Linked DNA regions of Pan troglodytes: regions 1 and 3 are each linked to region 2. Evidence: chromatin contacts called from public HiChIP or PLAC-seq data. All regions are on one chromosome and are shown on one strand. Each heading gives the region's core, a stretch centred on a gene start, on an enhancer-like site or on the middle of the called end of the contact. The rest is flanking DNA. Distances are from core to core; before and after follow the strand shown.

Region 1 (2,726 bases), core at 131-2,630, 270 kb before region 2:
GATAAATTCCCTAACCTTTGAGTCAGGGATTAGGATAGGCTGCCCTATCAGGAATGTCATGAGAATTAAACGAGAGACCATCTGTGAAGTGTTTAACCTGCTGTTTGTCTCTCAGTAAGCACACAGTGAATAGAGGAATCATCTAGACATCCCTGGCCTCAATTTGAGAAAACAGCAGCCTCCATGTTGATGTTTACTCTGGTTCTAGGTTGTCAACTAAAATCCAGAGAAGGGGTGAAGATCCTTCTAACTCTAGGCCCAAGAATGTCTGATTGCAAATGGTTGTAGCACCACTGTGAAGACTGAGCACGGATTTTGAATTCAGACCTGAAAGGGAATCGCTTCCCCTTCACTAATTACTGTCTTGGGTGAACATGGCCAATTCAACTTTGTACCTATCTTCTTAAAGAGGATAATACCCAACTGAGGGATTGAAAGCTTTAAATGAGATATTTACATGTAAAGTCCTTAGCACAATAGCTGCCATATCATAGGAGCTCAGTTCATAACTATTGATTCCAATTCAAAAAGTGCTAAATAACTGCAGTCGTTTTGATATACAGAAACTAGCAAGTAAGTTAAAATTGGAACCAAAAGACAAGCTTGGTTCAGATAATCTCCAAACAGCGATGAATACACATTCTGCCTTTAATAAGGTAAATATTCCAACAGGCCTATTAAGCTATGGCTCACAGTTCATCTACTTTACCTATTCAGATTTCTTACCTTATTGATAAGAATTATTTGTGCCAGGCAAGGTGCACACTACTTAAAATCATTAATTTCACAATAAATTAGCTTCCTCTAGTAAGATAGAAAGAACCAACTTTTTGATGACCTATAGACTATTGCTATGTTGTGTGTACTCTTCTCCCCTTTTTCACAAATTTAGAAAACAGGATTAGGACAAAAGTAAAGCAGATGAGGGAAGCAGTAAGTGTCAGAGGAAGAAATTGAATGCAGGTCTGTCTGAGCTAGGCTGCCCATGTGTTTGCCCTTTTTGTTTGCTCTGAACTTTCTGTTTTTCAGTATTTCTCAAGAGCATGCCTTCTAAATAGGATTCTCAGGAAGCCACTGTTGAACTAATAAAGGCCATTTACTGCCATTCGAAGGGAATAAGAAGTTTAGTCCGTGATGAGTTTCAAATTTGGTTATCATCTTGCTTTTCCAGTGGTGATGAAAAAGCAAAATTCACCCAAATACAATGACTACTGTCTACTTGAAACGCTCCAGGTAGTTAATTTTTGAATTATGATTCACCTTCCCTTTCCTGTTTTGATGAACCATGAACAGGAGACTGAACCTTCCCTATCAATAAAAAGCTCGCGTTTCCACCCTGCAAATTCGCGCTATGACAGTCTAATTGGCTGAGGCGCAGGTGGGATTTCCTGTCGCCATTTTAAGACACAACTCCTCTGCAAGCAAGTGCCCAGCCAGTGAAAGGGGGCTGTGTCTGAAACAAAGAGTAAGCGGGAAAAAAGGGAACCAGGCCCAGTTGCCCCTGCTCCCCTCCATGCCGCTCCCTCGTCCCCCGGACTTGGAGCGCCCCAGCTCCGTTAACCTGGACGCACCAGGTCCTTCAGTCGGGACCACGTGGGGTCTCCAGGCCCTCCAAGAGCTGGCCCCCGCCTCTTTGCGCCTAGGCCGGTGCTTTCTCGGCGCTCAGCAAATCCTTCTGGTTCACCTCACACCCAGTCCCCAAAGCAGAGCTCCACAGGGCAGATCTCAGGAAGGGCTGACCAGGTCTGCGGGTGCTGGATCCGGAAGAGGGGAGGTGCCTCCCGCTTCAGGTTAGGGACAAAGGGTTTCTAAAGGTGCCCGAGCTCCCCGCCGCCCCTGCCACTTCGGTCCCCTTCCCGCCAACCCGGGCCATCTGCAGGCTGTGCCCAGGGCCAGCCCTCCGCTCCAACGCTGCCCGTAGTCCCAGGCGCTGCCCGCGGCTCTCCGGGCTGCGCTCGGACCTGCCACTCCCGCGGCCATCCTCATGCTGCGCCCTTCCCACAATGCAACTCCCTCGCTCCTTCGGCCCCGGCGGGGCTCTGGCGTACCCAAAATGCAGGCCCCAGCGGAACGCACAGCCCTCCTGTCCTCCGCCGGTGCCCCTTTAGCCGCCCCACCCCCATCCCTAAGGGCTCTCATTCTCCAGCTGCAGCCGCAGCTGGGTTCCGAACACGCCGCCGGGCCCCGGGAGGGAGAGGGGCAGGTGCCAGGGCGGCGCGCAGCCTCTGCTCCCGGTGCCAGCTTCAGTGCGCCGGGCACACGCGCGCCCCGCAACCCCTCCCTCACCCTTTCCCCGTTGCTCAATCTCCGCCAGCCGCGGTCGCTGCATCGTCAGAGAGCTGCAAGAGGGAGGCAGCAAGGCGCGGCCACCAGCAGTGACACCATGTGACCGGCACGGCTCACTGACACGCAGCTTTGGTTAAAGAGCGGGCGCACAGGAGGGGAGGAGACCGCGCGCGGGACGGGGAGGAATGGCCTGTCCGCGTTAAACCATCACAAGCCATGGTTGCGGAAGGGCCACGCGTCCCCCAGTAGGAGAATGACTCCGATTCGTGACCCTCAGCGCCGGTGCATGTCGATGTAAGTGCGAGGCCGGCGAGCAGAGTGTGAGTGGGGGTTGGTGGTGAGGGGAGATTCTGATGCAATCGGCCCGGAAAGGAGGAGAGCTAGGCGAGCGCGGACTGGGGCAGCCACGCCACTCCGCCTGAAGGTCGCCAGGAGCCTCC
Region 2 (2,878 bases), core at 189-2,688:
CACTGAAAAACTCCAAAGACTTTGACAGCGACAAGACCGCCATTCATGTGTTCCTTCAGCAAGTGCCAGACGCTGTTATGAAAGTGATAAGACACTGTCCCAATCCTCACAGTGTGAGACAGTGAGCAGACTCAACAGAATGCATAGGATGAAAGTGCCAGAAAAGCGACGTCCTCAGGGCGGGAGCAGGGGACGCCGCAACGTAGTCTGCGAGAATGCGGGAAGGCGGCAGTGAAGCGGCCGGTCGGCGGGGCCGCGGCAAAGTGGGGAGGAAACTCATCCCGGGCAGGCGTCAGGGTGGCTGGAGAGCGCAGCACGCGCGGACAGAACGGGGGCAGGCGACAGGAAAACGTGTGAGCGCGCGGCTGAAAGCGACTGGGTGAGCCGCGCGCGGGGAGCAGAGCTTAGTCCTGCGGGAGCCGCAAGCAGGACAAGGGCGTGGGTGGGAGGACTGGAAGGTCAGCTGGTAGATGGGGGACACTGAGGGCAGGCAGAGCAACCGGAAGCTTGCTGCAGTCGACGAGAAGAGAAACTAGGAGGTTAAATAATCAGTGACTTTGAAAAAGTCAAAATACCTCCGAGGTAAAACAAAACATTTAACAACCCGCCGGGGGAAAAAGTGGAGGATGGCACACACGTCACTATCTAACCACAACGCGGAGGCCTTTTAAGTAAATAATGCTAAAGTTTTTGTTGTTGTTTGAGACAGGGTCTCGCTCTGTCGCCCAGGCTGGAGTGCAGTGGAACGATCTCGGCTCACTGCAACCTCCGCCTCCCGGGTTCAAGCGATTCTCCCACCTCGGCTTCCCGAGGAGCTGGGACCGCAGGTGCGCGCCACCACGGCCGGTTAATTTTATTTTTTGTAGAAACGAGATCTTAATACGTCGCTCAAGCTGGTCTCGAACTGCTGAGCTCAAGCGATCCGCCAGCCTCGGCCTCCCAAAGCGCTGGGATTACCGGCGTGAGCCACCGCGCACCTGGCCCAAATTTAATTTTGTGATGTGGGGTTAAGACATGGGAAAGCCCCTAGGCTCGGGGAGTCAGGCGGGAAAGCTCTCCCCCTGGCATCTAAAAAAATGCCCACCAGAAAGGAGGAAAGGTGGGCTTCCAAACTGCCGACTCTTCACTCCACAGGCTGCATTTCAGGTGGGCAGCGCAGCCAGGTGAACACTCAATCCACCGCAAACATACGGACACTCTTTTCAATATCAGATTACCATAAAGATAGAGGAGCACACCCTGCGCAAAATCCTTCCTGTCCAGTCCCCTTAAAGCCTCTTTCATTGTCCTCCGCGACGCAGCCTGTAAAACTGCCAAAGGAGGGCAGAGGCCAAAGTCCACGCGCTGCGCATGCGCACCATCCGCAGTGTGGGCGAAGGGCGGTGCTGGAAGGGCGGTGCTGGAAGGACGTTTCCCAGAAGGCCCCTCCAGCGCAGCTGCCCTTCCTCCCGCTCACAGGCCGCGTGACGTGACTCCACCCACCACGCTTCTCGGTCTCAAACAGCAGTTTGCCGGCGCCCCCCTGCGGCCCAACTGGGTACTACGAACATGCACTCAGGGCCAGAGCGAGCGAGTAGGCAGAATGTGGCGAGTCCGGCTGCCGCCGTCGTCACCTTAGCGCGCCGACAGTGAGCAGAGCGAGCGAGGGAAGGGAGGAGGAGGGAGACGCGCAGGGAGGGGAGGGGAGGGAGGAGGCTAGACAAGGCGGGGGAAGGGGGAGTAGCGGTGGCGCAAGCCGCGCGGAGCAGCGCAACCTGGGTCGCTCCCTGCTTCGCCGCCGCCTCCGGACCGAGCCAGCGGAGTCAGTGTCCCAGAGACCCTGTAACACCACAAAGCGGACGAAGGAGTCCATGTTGGGGAACTTGGCAGCGGAGTGACTGGGACCTGGGAACCTGCTGTCGGGCCGCGGCCGGACCGAGCGCCTCGACCTCGGTCTGAGGTAAACACTGGTCGACCCGCGGGGTGGATGGGCTTGGGCAGCTGTGTGGGCGAGACGAGGGTTAGCGGCCGGCGCAGAGCGCTGGAGCGGGCCTAGGGCGACGCGAGGGCTGACAAAGTTTCGGAATCTCGCGCGGCCCGTGCGACGTCGTGCGCTGGGAGGAAAGTTGGAGCTGCCTCTCGAAGTGGGGGAGGCTGCGGCCGGGAGGGCCCCTTTCCCTCTCGCTGCCCCGCGAGGGAGGCTCGGCCCGGCCCTGGGCCGCCGCCGCCTCTCTGTCGCACTCCGTCCCATTTCCTCCTTGTGGCCTACGCGCCTCCCGCCGCCTTAGCTGGCGAAGCCTGTCCCCGTCTGGGTGCAGGGTCCTACGGGGGGGGAAGGGGCTCCACGCCAGAACCGCCACAGACACCCTCCACCCTGCAGTGGAAACGTGTCCTGCTGAGCTTCCGGGCGCTCCCGACCGCGGTGTCGGCTTTTCTTGGGAGACTTTGGTCGCGAGCGTCCAAGCCCGTTAGTGAAACCAAACTTTACTACGCCGTGACCTCTCGAGTGCGCGAATGGGGAAGAGCCGGCGCTTCTAAGCATCAGCCTTTTTTACTCCTTGATCTGAACTTCAAACTACTCATCCACCCCCAGTGTTTTAAATTCGCTACCTGGGTTGACAACTACGGGGCCGGGAGATATAAATTTAACCTAATCAGTCGCCCCTTCTCAGACCTAGGAATTTTGAACCATTAAAAAGATTTCCTACAGATGGCCGGCGGTCTTGCCACCAACACGTATTTTGAAGTATTGTTTCAAAAGTAGACGCCTGATTTGGAGTACTTGATTTAGACATTCACGGATTCAAATGTTGAATTTTGAAATACTTCCAATATATTTCCGTATTGTATTACATACAGTGTCTACCAGCTGACTGTTGTTCATTCATTTTGGATTACA
Region 3 (2,836 bases), core at 267-2,766, 270 kb after region 2:
CCCGCGCTAATTTTGAGTTGCACGAAAACTGCTCTCAGAGTCTGTGTGTCTCTGTGTCTCCGCCTGTGCTAGAGCGGCAGCGGCGGCAGAGCTGACTCGCGAGCGAGCGGGCGGGCGGCGCGGGAGCGGGGCGGGCGCGGGGCTCAGGCTGGCGCCCCGCACGCCCGCACTCCCCGCCGCGGCGCTCAGACCCCGCCGGCCCGACCGGGCACCGGGCAGGGCGCGAGCCGGCGCCGGGCCGCCCGCCCGCCGGAGCCCCGCGCCCGCCGCGCGCACGCGAGCCACCAGGCCAAAAACAGCCCCGCCGCCGTCCGCCTCCGTGCCACCGGCTGGGAGCGAAAAGAACGCCTTTTGCCCCCGCGGGCCACCCCCCCAGCCCCAAGCGCCCACTCCGGGGTCAAAGGAGACTTTTTGGAGGAGGCCAGCGAGAGGGAAATACAAATTAAAACTTCCACTCACCTTCGCGAATCCGCCTAAAGTAGTGACTCTGGTGTAGAGACCGTGAAGATCCAGCTCCTTCCCACCCACCGCAGGGATTTTTTTAAAAGGCGACCTGCGGGAGAGAGAAAGCCCCGCACTTGTCAGCCGGGACCCCGTGCCCGGCCCGGGCGGGAGAGCCCCGTTCGCCCCGGCTCGCCCCGGCGCTGCCCCCCCGGTTCTGCTCTCACCCTCTGCTGTGGTGGAACTGCCGCAGCTCGTCCAGGAAAGCGAGTCCCTTTCTCCGCTCGTCCGGAGGCGCCTTCCCCGTCGAGTTTGCCATTATTTTTTCAAAGGAGGTTTTTAAAAAACCCAGATCGGTGTTTTAAAAGCGCCCCCCGCTCCCAGCGCTTCCTACCAGAGCCCGGAGCCCATTCCTCGGCCGGCGGCGGCGGGGCTCAGTCATGGGCCGGCGGTGGCGGCGGCGGCGGCGGCGGCGGCGGCGGCGCAGGGAGGGAGGGAGGGAGGGGGAGGAGGAGGAGGAGGGGAAGGAGGGAGCAGGAGGCCAGGGGGAGAGGAGGGAAGGAGGGAGGGGAATTTCTAAAAAAGTTTAAAGAAATCGGAGCGAAACTAGAAGGGCAGGCGACTGCCGGATCCGCGCGAAGCCGCGGGGCGAGCGCGGCCCCCACCCCTTCCTTCCCTCCCTCCCCGTGGCCCGGCTCTCGCCCGCCTCTCAGCGCCGCCGGCTGAGGCAGCTCAGCCCGGGGACGCGATTCAACATGGTGCTGCTGCCGGGGGCGCGCGAGCGGGCGATGGGCAAGGCGAGCCGATGGTGAGGGGTCTGGGCGGCCAGAGGCCCAAGAGTTTCGGCGGCGGCGGCGGCGGCGGCGGGGCTAGGGCAGGCGGGGCTGGGGGTGGGGAGGGGGAGGTCTGTGTGGTGGTTTGTGGAAAGCGCGGTGACAGCGTGTATTTCGGCCCCGGCTCCGCGGGGCCCTCGCACACATTCACGCGCGGCCTCGGCCGCGGAGGCCAGGGCGTCCCCGGGCAGAAGCACCAGCGGCAGCTGAGCCGCTGCGCGCCGCCCGCCTGCTTCCCTCCCCGCCAGCCTCCCTCTCTGCCGCCGCCACGGCCTGGCAGCCAGTGTCACACAGCGACCCCCGAGGGCTGGCCGCGGCACTGCGCCTGGCTCCACACCGCCCCGGCAGATCCTCGCGGGGAACAATAGACTCGACTCGCCGGGCTTAGGGTTCGTCTGCAATGTGCCGCACATTTCACACGCACACAAAGCCGGCGGAAAGGGGGGCGGTGCGGGGAAACGGCCACTACCGGTTGTTCCAGGGTTAGGGGTGGAGGCGATGTTCGCGTCCCCGGCCCGGCTGTTGGAAGGGCCGCCTCGGAGTCCCCGCCCGCCCGACAGAACCGGTGTGGCGCTCTGAAGGGAAAGGAAGCTCACCGGGGTAGCTCCTCACGCTACGCAACATTCACAGATCGGAATAAAGTCAATTTGTTACCTTCTGTTTTTGTAAAATCTAAAGGAATCGGCTTTTATGAGCCGTATGCTAGTATTTTGGGGCCTGGTTAGCACATTTTCTATGAATTATCCACACGCTAACTTTAGCAAACTATACGATAAATACAATGTGAACTGTCTGTCCTAGTTCTGTGGAAATAGAGTAATGCTCTTAATTCATCTTGCCGCTGGTTGGCTTCACATATCAAACTGGAGTATTCTATGAGCAAAGTTATGCAAACTAACTAAACTGGTTGGGAAGCAATCTATCGAACTTCGACAATAATAATTAACGTTACATTTTTATAGTAAGGTCTCTTCAAGATTGCTGCGTTTAAAATAAATATCGAATAAAACGTTTTTCTTTGCTTTCAAATGTCTTAAATGTAATCCTCGTTTAAAATATTTTGAAGGTTAAAAAAACTCTTTGCTTAAATGAGTCAAAACATCTCAACAAATACTACCACCTAAATTTGCATTTACGAGGGGTGTTGGAGCCGGCTCTTTGCTACAAATGTTAATTAAGATTACAGTACGTGAAACGTATTATTATTCCCATTTTAGTGACGGCCACCACGGGCAAAGTCACTGCCTAACCCAAGGTCACAGGGTAGTAGGGGTCTGGATGGGTTATTTCAGGTAGTCGTTCCAATGGGAACATTGCTTTGGAGGTGAAAAATTATGTAATATAGTGCAGCGTGCTTCCGGTGCTCACTCTAGGAAACGGACTTATTTCCCAACTAAAGTTTGTCTCTTAAGTGGGGTCGGAATAAGGTTGTGGCTAGGAAGTTCCTGACAACCCAGGGCCAGTGAGTGTCTCGGAAGCCTGTGAGGGGCGGAGACCCGGCCCGGGGAGGTGGAGAAGCTCGGCGGCCGCGGGAGACTAGGGGTGAGGCTGCTGCGAGGAAG

What was found. HiChIP or PLAC-seq counts read pairs in DNA pulled down with a chosen protein or histone mark.
Region 1: an H3K4me3 HiChIP or PLAC-seq map of stem cell-derived excitatory neurons shows a contact between it and region 2, with 5 times the contacts expected there. The contact joins the promoter of SLC38A1 here to the promoter of SCAF11 in region 2. A contact is called at or near these places in 1 of 7 Hi-C or Micro-C datasets (stem cell-derived neural progenitor cells) and 1 of 1 datasets of contacts at active chromatin or transcription factors (stem cell-derived excitatory neurons).
Region 3: an H3K4me3 HiChIP or PLAC-seq map of stem cell-derived excitatory neurons shows a contact between it and region 2, with 4 times the contacts expected there. The contact joins the promoter of ARID2 here to the promoter of SCAF11 in region 2. A contact is called at or near these places in 1 of 7 Hi-C or Micro-C datasets (stem cell-derived neural progenitor cells) and 1 of 1 datasets of contacts at active chromatin or transcription factors (stem cell-derived excitatory neurons).

The regions. Positions count from the first base shown.
Region 1 is chr10:49,579,411-49,582,136 of NHGRI_mPanTro3-v2.0_pri, forward strand. SLC38A1 (solute carrier family 38 member 1) reads left to right here and starts at 1,381. Exons shown (of 18, transcript XM_063785718.1): 1 at 1,381-1,465; 2 at 2,315-2,580. It overlaps LOC134807478 (a long non-coding RNA gene), which reads right to left and starts at 2,421. Exons shown (of 3, transcript XR_010148036.1): 1 at 2,287-2,421.
Region 2 is chr10:49,851,544-49,854,421 of NHGRI_mPanTro3-v2.0_pri, forward strand. It overlaps SCAF11 (SR-related CTD associated factor 11), which reads left to right and starts at 1,439. Exons shown (of 15, transcript XM_016923575.4): 1 at 1,439-1,939.
Region 3 is chr10:50,121,259-50,124,094 of NHGRI_mPanTro3-v2.0_pri, forward strand. ARID2 (AT-rich interaction domain 2) reads right to left here and starts at 1,517. Exons shown (of 22, transcript XM_063786745.1): 1 at 669-1,517; 2 at 460-553. The coding sequence starts at 760.